Regions from separate parts of the Mus musculus genome. Here regions 2 and 3 are each linked to region 1. The links are chromatin contacts, called in public promoter capture Hi-C maps. All regions are on one chromosome and are shown on one strand. Each heading gives the region's core, a stretch centred on a gene start, on an enhancer-like site or on the middle of the called end of the contact. The rest is flanking DNA. Distances are from core to core; before and after follow the strand shown. Region 1 holds the start of Slc41a3 (solute carrier family 41, member 3). Region 2 holds the start of Nr2c2 (nuclear receptor subfamily 2, group C, member 2). Region 3 holds the start of 4930512J16Rik (RIKEN cDNA 4930512J16 gene).

Region 1 (2,772 bases), core at 105-2,604:
TTTATCTTCTTGACTTTATAGAACATTCCGGTGGGAATGTACGGGAACCCAAACTCAGGGTTCGAATCCCAGTTTCTCCTCTTCGCAGATGTGTGACCTTGGGAGAGCAAAATACCATCCACCTCAGAGTATGAACGGAGCGCTGTAAGACCCTTTATCCTAGGGTACCTTCAGAGGTTTTGCTTACTACCAAAAATATTAAGAGAACATTTCTAGAAATAAAGAATTTGTAGGTTTTGTGCTCAGTTCTGAGCAGCATGGTGGACCGATTCAGTTAACACTACACTGTCCCTCCTAGAACATGCAGCACTCCTCGGCATAGGGATCTATGCTGCAGATGCTGCCCATCAGCTAGTCACCCTCTCAACAGTTGTTAGGGTGGCTGAGCTGTTGGCCAAGCAACGCTTAGTCTACTTAATAATGGCACAAGTATAGTGATGGTGACAATTGTATCACAGTATATGATTACACCTGCCCTACCTTAGGGGTGTTCATCTTTTACTGTGTCTAGTTCACAAGTTAAGCTCTACCATAGGTATGTATATTAGGAAAACAATCTATATGTCTGGATATCATTCCAGGATTCAGACACTCTTTGGGAACATGTTTGTAACTCCCTGCAATAAGGGGAGATCACTATACCCTTCTATAGTATATTTTCCTTACAGGGCACTTGGCCTGACTCCAGGCTCTTCTGTACTACTTTACAGTCGTGGTTCTTAAGCTACCATAGTACCAGCATGAGGCCAGCCAGCGTCAGGAAGCAGAGCAAGCTCATCTAGATATCTGGGTCAGGTTGGAATGGCTGCGTCTCTAAGTGGTCTCCGTGGCGAAGAAGCAGTTTGAAAACCTGAGTTTTAAAAGATTTATAGAAAGGATCTGGTAGACTGAGGGATCTTCTCAAGTCTGAACAACCTCTAGCTTGACAACCTGGAGCGCAGGGACAGCTCGCTGAGCCTGCCTTAGGGTGGTCAAGGATGATCTCGGGGTGCTGAAGGAGTTAACCATAACCCCTAGAGTCAGGCGCTCTGGGGTTCATCACAGGCAGAGGGAGAGAGATCAGCGGGGCGGGTCCCTGCAGACCTTTGGAGCGAGGATGCCACAAACTGACCCGCCCAGTGTGCCTAAGACAGATCCTGTGCCCCACGCCCCATCCCGAGGGCCATTGACGCTCCGCTTTCCCTTGGCTTCCCCGGCTCCCAGTCCAGCTCCTGCCCGCGCTTACCGGTCCTCTCCCGGCCGGCGGCGAAAGCGAGGCGGCCAGGCGCGCGCTGGACACTGTGGAGGCCTGCGGCGGGAGGAAGCGAGAAGGGCAGCAGGCGGGCCAGCCCCGCCCTGCCTAGGCGTCCAGACAGAGGGGCGGGGCCACAGGAGGGGAGGGTTGCTGGGCGAGTGTTGTGGGCGGGGCCAATCCACAGAGGTGGCGCTTGAAAAACCCAATTTTTAAAGCCTTTTAGTCAGGACAGCTCTCTGATCGAGCAGTGGGGTGTGCAGGGATGCTCCCTGGGTGCCGAAGGACCCAATGACACGCCTCAGAGGCGGTGCCGCTTGGGGTGGGGCCAAGAAAGAAGAAGCTAGACCCCGGAACAGGACCATGAGTAGGGCGGGGTCACGGGCGGGGCCACGGGCGGGGGCGGGGCTGGGCGACGGAGTAGCCTCCAGTAGCACACTGCAAGGGCCAGCTTCCCTTAGGATACACATTTGCCTGTTCAGTTTTCAATCTGACATTTCTGAATATTTCACCTTTGAACACTTGTGTATGTGTCATGAAAGTTCTTCTGTCCTTCAACATGTGTGATCCTCTCACTCTTATCAAGATACAGCCTTGGAAGACTCAGCCAGCAGTGGTGAGCCTCAGTGGACACCAGCTCCTACAATCTATCCCGTGCCCCCACTTATGGCTCTTGGCTGATTCAAGAATCCTGAGCCCTGGCTGGATTCTAAGCTGCCAACTGCACCTGCAGAAACCGGATGTGCAAGACCTGTAAGACAGTAGTTTTGAAGAATACAACACAAAAAAAGTATGACAGGGCAAGGCCCGGGGAGATGCAAGCCCAGTTCCTGGATTCTGTCCCCAGCAAATGAAAAACAAAACAAAAACAGATGACAGTGTTCCACATGTTAGGAGAATTTACAGACTGGATGGCTTACATTGTCAAAATATAGTGCTGAATTCCAAGCTCCCAAAGTGATTGCATTTGTCAATCCAGCTTATGTAAGAGGTAGCAATGAACAAGTGAAGTCACAGGGTGCAGTCACAATGCGACTGGAGTCCTCTCAGGAAGAGACCCTGCCAGCTCATTCTCCCTGTGTGCATGCAGGTGAGACATAGAAAGACAGTAGGAGGGAGGCGTCACCAGGAATAGCCATCCATGAACCTTGAACTCCATGTTGATATGCTTTCATTTATTGTAACAAAATCAACTTATACAAAGAAAAGGGTTTATTTTAGCCCATACTTTTGAAGGTTTCATAAAGGTTTAACGAGTTTGATTCCCAGACTGAGGCACTGTGGGCAGGTGGGGGGTAGCAGAATCTTAGGTCTGACTAGAACAGGGAAAAGCAATAACTGGTGTCACAGTCTTGAAGAGAACCCTGGACCTCAGCCCCTGATCCCTCCATCACAAACCCTTTGATTAAAGGCTGACCCAGAAAGCCCTGTGACAGTGAAAAGGAGAGGCAGAAAAGACAACAGGAGGTTCACTACCAACATGGCAACACGTGAGTTCTGGGAAACTCAGAGATAGCCGACTAGAAAGAGCAGAGAGCAGG
Region 2 (2,772 bases), core at 144-2,643, 1.5 Mb before region 1:
TAAATATTCAGGAAAACTTTAAAATCCACAGTGTAGAACTCACTGGGCTGCAAGTCACTTTGGGACAGCTTATTCCAATCTCTTTTTGGAAATGTTTGCTTGGCTTAACTTACACTGTCTCTTGAGATATCCAAAGAAAGAATTAAAACTGAGACTGCTCATATTATTAAAAAGGTATTGTTTGATTTCAAATATTTTATTTTGGATACCGGATCTTATAGCCCAGGCTGGCCTAAAACTCTATGTAGCCAAGAATGACACTGAAACTTCTGATCTGCCTCCACCGCCCCAGTAACTGGGATTACAGATATGCAGCACTACATAAGTTTATGCAGTGCTAAGGATGAAACTTGATTTCCTACATGCTAGCCAGCCCTTCCTACTATGTTATATGCACAAATATTTTAGTCATCAGACTTTCCAATGGAAGCTAACATTATATTTTGTAAAGTTTGTTTTCCACTTTGATAAATGAGATTTTCAGTAGCTTCATAGCATCAATCAATTTTATCTCTGGGAAAGATAAATATGTTAAAAGAATGCCTACTGAAGTCCAATTCAAATTCCCTGCTTAGTATAATGGACATTTTATTGCTGGGCATGCTATCCCAACTGTCAAGTTCGGGTAAAAATGCACCAATTAAATATGCAGCACTTAGCTATCAATAGTATCAGCAACAATTTACTCAACAAAAAGTGTGGGAAAATCTTCCCTTCCCATCTTCAAGCTTGCTATCCAGAACCCAGCTCTTTTCCTGAAATCTATTCAAACATTCAGTGAAGCCTGACTTCCTCACCATCCAATTAAATTAATGCCCTCACGATTCCTTCAGCACATCATCCAGTTTCTTCCATTCTCTGACCATTCTCTGAGCCTTTGTATCCCCTCGGCATCCAAAATTCTGGGGGGAGAATGGCTCCTTGCCCAGGTCAGTTGAATCTCTGGAAGTAGTGTCCTAGTGTCTAAAGCTACGCACAACTGTGTTTAATGAAAGTAGGAAAGAGAATCACCTCACAAGTTTTCCACTCCAGTTGGTTCCTTATATATTTCCACATCACCATTTTGGGACTAGGGATGTTACTCAATGGCAGGGCCGTCCCCAGCACCACAATAAGACGAAAAAACTAACACCACCATTTGCAAATTACTTTTGAGGCTGGCAGAGTAGCTTGGACTCCATTTTCAGAGAACAGTCCCTCAAACAATGCTGAGGAGAGAGGCGAGGCTTGGCAAGAACGTCTGGTGTCCCAATTTCATGGACTGAAATTGAGCCCGCCAGAGGGGCTCCGTCCAGAGTCGTGAGGAAAGCGCGAACCCCGGAGAGCCTCCAAGTGCCGACGAACTCTTCCCTTCTGGCCGCGCCATGGGTTCAAAAAGCATCACCAGCTTCCCAGCCCGAGACCCACCAAGTTCCTCAGAGGCTGGCCCGCCCGGCCTCACACCCCGCACTAGCGGCCCCCGGGACCTCCCTCTCCCACCTGGACCAACCAGCACAGCCCCGGGGGCGGTGCCGCAGGCCGTGGCCCTCCTATAAGGGGGAACGATTGGCCAGCCCGGCCGTCACTCAGGAGGTCGTGCCCTGCCCACGCCTCCCTCCCTCCCCTTCCACCCTCCTAGTCCGGAAAAACGGCGGTTGGGCCAGGGTGGCAGCCAACGGCAGGCGGGGAGTGCTGGGGTGAGGAGCGGGGAACACAGGAAGAAGCGGGCAGGCCGGGCGCGCGCCGAGGGGAGCCTGGCCGGCGCCGCGGGGACAAGATGGCGGCGCTGGCGGAGGGCCAGGCGTGAGGCGGGGCCGCGGACAGTCCCCCTCTCCGCCCCCGCGGCGCGCGGCCGGCCCGGTCAGGACAGCGGCTCGCCGGGCTCGGCCGCGGGAGGGGAGGGGAGTGGAAGAGAGGGGAGGGAAGGGTGCGGCCCGGCCCACTATGCAAAGCGCCCGCTGCTGCCGCCGCCACCGCCCCGTGGCAAAGGTAAAAGGCCGCGTTCAGCCTCCGCGGCCTCCATGGCGGCGCAGGCCTGCCCTCCTCCGCCGTGCCGCGCTGCGCCGCGCCGCGCCGCGGCTTGGCCCGGCGGGCTTGCTCTTACCTCAGGGTCGGGCGCCACCACAACCGCGGAGCAGATCCCGTGTCTGCGGCCGGCGCCCCCGGCTAGGAGGGCAGGGCGCGGGCCGGGCAGGCGCCGGAGGGCAGGAGCCCGGGGGCTCGGGCGGCCGGGACGCCGCGGCGGGCCGGTGCGGAGCGGGGCGGCGGGCTGGGCCCTGGCACCGCCGGGGTCGCGGAGGGACCGCGCTTTGTTATTGTTTTTGTCAGTGAAAGGTCAGAGTTCGTGACCCCGGTGCCGCTGCCGCCGCCGCCCGCGCGCTGGGAGGAGGAGGGCGAATGTTCCTCTTCCTCTTCCCGGCGCCAGCCTCACCGCGGCGGCGGGGGGCGGGCGAGCACGCGATTGGCTGAGCGCGCGCGCGCACCGGAACGCCGCCGCTGCCGCTGCGGCCGCCGCCGGAGCTGAGGCCCGCAGGCCTGGGCCGGGCAGGTGCGGCCGATCCCGTAGGCACCGCTTGCAGGCTGGAGAAGCGGGCCCTTGCCTGGCGCCGCGCCGAGATGTTGCAAGCGAGCGGTGTCCTGGGAGTGCACTGAGCTCCCGGTACCTTCCTTGGGATGGATGGTAGCTTTCTGTTTTAAAGCTCCGAGGATGTGCATGCCTCTGGCCGGACCAGGCAAGTGTGCAGATGCCCCAGGCCCATTTTTAAAACAGGTGCTTAGCCTTGGAGCCCAGAC
Region 3 (2,772 bases), core at 107-2,606, 1.3 Mb after region 1:
GCCTCATCCAGCTTTGGACAAGACAGCACACCAAAACCAGCTGTGTTAAAAATCCTGTCTTCCTGAGGCTAGAAACCCTCTGTCCTTAGCACCGCCCATTAAGCTCCACCCCTTACACTGTTGCCCTGGCAACTAAATCTCAAACTGAGAAGACAGAATGAGGTCATCTCAGAGTAAACTCAGTCTGGGGGCCTTGGGCAACACCACTGAGGGTGAGTGTCAGCTTGCCTCCCATCTGTCTGCTGATGGATAAAAGGCACTATGTCCTCCAGCCTGCTGAAAGGGTGTGTGTGTGTGTGTGTGTGTGTGTGTGTATTTATCTGCCTGTGTGTATGTGCATCATGTGCCCTTGGAGGCCAGAAGAGGGTATTGGTGTTGGATCCCCTGGCACTGGAGTTACAGTCAGCTGTAGGCTGCCATGTAAGTGCCAGGAACCAAACCAGGGTCTTCTACAAGAGCAGTCAGTGTTCTTAACTGCAGAACCATCTCTCTAGCCCCTAGACTGAGATTCTTGTCATCATGGAGGTTGCAGGATATGAGAGAAACATGCCATTGCTCTCCAACTATGAAGGCAAAGCTGAAGGAGAAAAGTTGCGCTGTGGAAGTCCCCAACATGAGGACCCTGCCCTCCTGCACAACTTGACCCAGCCCATGCGTTTGAGGAGGCCACTATGTCCCCAGGAGATGGAGCACTCAGGGCAGTGGGCGGGGAGGCCTCACCACCCTGGCCTCAGCCTTGGTTGGTATCTTTGATCCTGTCTCAGTTCTCTCTACACACACACACACACACACACACTCTCTCTCTCTCTCTCTCTCTCTCTCTCTCTCTCTCTCTCTCTCTCTCGCCCCTCATTATGTTCCACCTGGATTGGTGCTCACTTTGCAGTGGGAAAGGGGACGCTTCCCAGAGGGGGGTTGAAATGATGAGCAGGTAAAAGCCAGCCGCCAGGTCCCTCTTCCTCTTTTGATTTCAGCAGGAAGCCTGCCTCGCTTGCACGTGGCGGGGGCTGGGATCTCAGTGAAACCAGCACTTCTCAGACATCGGGAACAGCAGGGACCCGGCTCAAAGGAAGCAATCTGTGGATGCTGCCACCCAGGTGGGCCTGTGTGTAAGGGGGTGGGCCAGGGGTCACATTTCCAGGCCTCCCTCCTTTCTGAGAGGTTAGACTGGTGTGTGTATCGGGGAGCACTGTTGGGGACTAATGTCTAAATAGGAACAATGGCTCAACAGTGGTGGCCCAGACAAACTTGCAGATTGTATCCACTTGTGACCTCCAGTCACCTGTTCTGACCTTTGGAGTGAGCTGTGTGTAGGATACAGCCAGCCCTTGGGACCCAGCCCACATCACATGACCAAGAACTGAGTAGAATGTTCTGGTCAAAGCTAATCTGGACTGGACTGCTGGGATCTGGTCTGGCTTGATATAGTTTTATTTGGTTTGGGCTGGTCTAATTTGGTCTAGGTCTAGCCTATATTCATTTAAGCTGGCCTGGGCTTGTCTATTCTGGTCTAACTTCTGGGCTGGTCTAAGTTTTACTGGGCTAGTCTACTCTAGTATCGTCTGGTTTGGTCTAACCTGGCCCAGTTTGGTCTATTCTTGTATTGTCTAAGCTAGTCTAGTCTGGCCTACAGTAGTGTGATCTACCCTGATCTAATCTAGTCTAAACTATTCTGGTGTAGTTGGTTTGGTCTGGATTGGTTAAGTTAGTCTGGTCTGGCTTGTGCTGGTATGTTCTAGCCTGGTCTGGATTAGTCAAATCTAACCTGTTCTGTTCTGTTTAGTCTGTTTTGGCTTGGTTTATTCTTCTTTGGTCTGGTCTGTGCTGGTAGGGTCTAGCTGGGTCTGGTCTGATATGAGCTGGTCTTGGCTGGTTAATTCTGGTGAGTTCTAGCCTTGTCTGGATTGGTCTAAAGGGGGCTTATATGCTGTATTCTGGTGTTTTTCATCTAATCTGAGCTGTTCTGTTCTGGTATGATCCAGTTGGGGCTGGCACAAGCCGTTCATTGTTCACTAATTGTTTTCTCTAAGAGCAGCTCCTGAGCAAGGGACTGGATTTCAGAAGAACTAGATGTTCTACTAGCAAAAAGAGTTCCATTTGACAGGCCTGAAGAAGAGCTGCCATGAAGATATCAATGACAATGGAGATGCCACACCAGGAGAGGAACGAGAACGGCCTGCATGGGGACTGAATTCTTTCTTTCTCTGCACAGGACTAATTTTCCTTCCTTTGTTGTTACAGAAGGTGATTTTCTTACAGAGAAGCATCTGCTCTCACCCTTGTGGCACAGGTGGCCTTCTCCTGCCATCAAGTCCAGAGGAATGCATGCTGCCGGGGCTTAGCAGAACTTCCTCGTCCCTTCTATTCCTGTGGCAGTGGGCTCAGAGGACTCAGGCTGGGGAGTGAGAAACTCCCAGAATGAAGCCTCCTCACAGGTGAGAGAGCTAGAGAGGCCATATCTGCTTCTGCCTGGTAGGGAGGCTGCTGAAAACACTCGGGGCTCTCAGGAAAATCTCCATAGTACTCCTAGTATTTTAATATCCAACCAAGCTAGGTCTGGAAGTGCCCCCCCCCCCCAAATACATACTAAAGCTTAACTATAGGTTGATTTTTGTGCAGCTAACTTAATAAAATACCATACCTCCAGTAGTCATTCAATTAATTCTATCAAAGATAATTTAATCACTCTATGTTTTAGTTGTAAAATTTTATTTACTTTTCTTGTCTTATGGCACTGGCTTGAACTTCCAAGGCATCTTGGAACAATGGTGT

What was found. Promoter capture Hi-C pulls out the DNA fragments that hold promoters and counts their contacts.
Region 2: a contact with region 1 is called in a promoter capture Hi-C map of pre-B cells, with 4 times the contacts expected there. The contact joins the promoter of Nr2c2 here to the promoter of Slc41a3 in region 1. A contact is called at or near these places in 1 of 39 promoter capture datasets (pre-B cells) and 1 of 9 other capture datasets (liver).
Region 3: a promoter capture Hi-C map of pre-B cells shows a contact between it and region 1, with 5 times the contacts expected there. The contact joins the promoter of 4930512J16Rik here to the promoter of Slc41a3 in region 1. A contact is called at or near these places in 3 of 39 promoter capture datasets (cranial neural crest, hippocampal neurons and pre-B cells).

The regions. Positions count from the first base shown.
Region 1 is chr6:90,603,462-90,606,233 of GRCm38.p6, reverse strand. It overlaps Slc41a3 (solute carrier family 41, member 3), which reads right to left and starts at 1,354. Exons shown (of 11, transcript NM_027868.2): 1 at 1,226-1,354.
Region 2 is chr6:92,091,054-92,093,825 of GRCm38.p6, reverse strand. It overlaps Nr2c2 (nuclear receptor subfamily 2, group C, member 2), which reads right to left and starts at 1,393. Exons shown (of 15, transcript NM_001347342.1): 1 at 1,012-1,393.
Region 3 is chr6:89,284,309-89,287,080 of GRCm38.p6, reverse strand. 4930512J16Rik (RIKEN cDNA 4930512J16 gene) reads left to right here and starts at 1,356. Exons shown (of 4, transcript NR_131021.1): 1 at 1,356-2,435.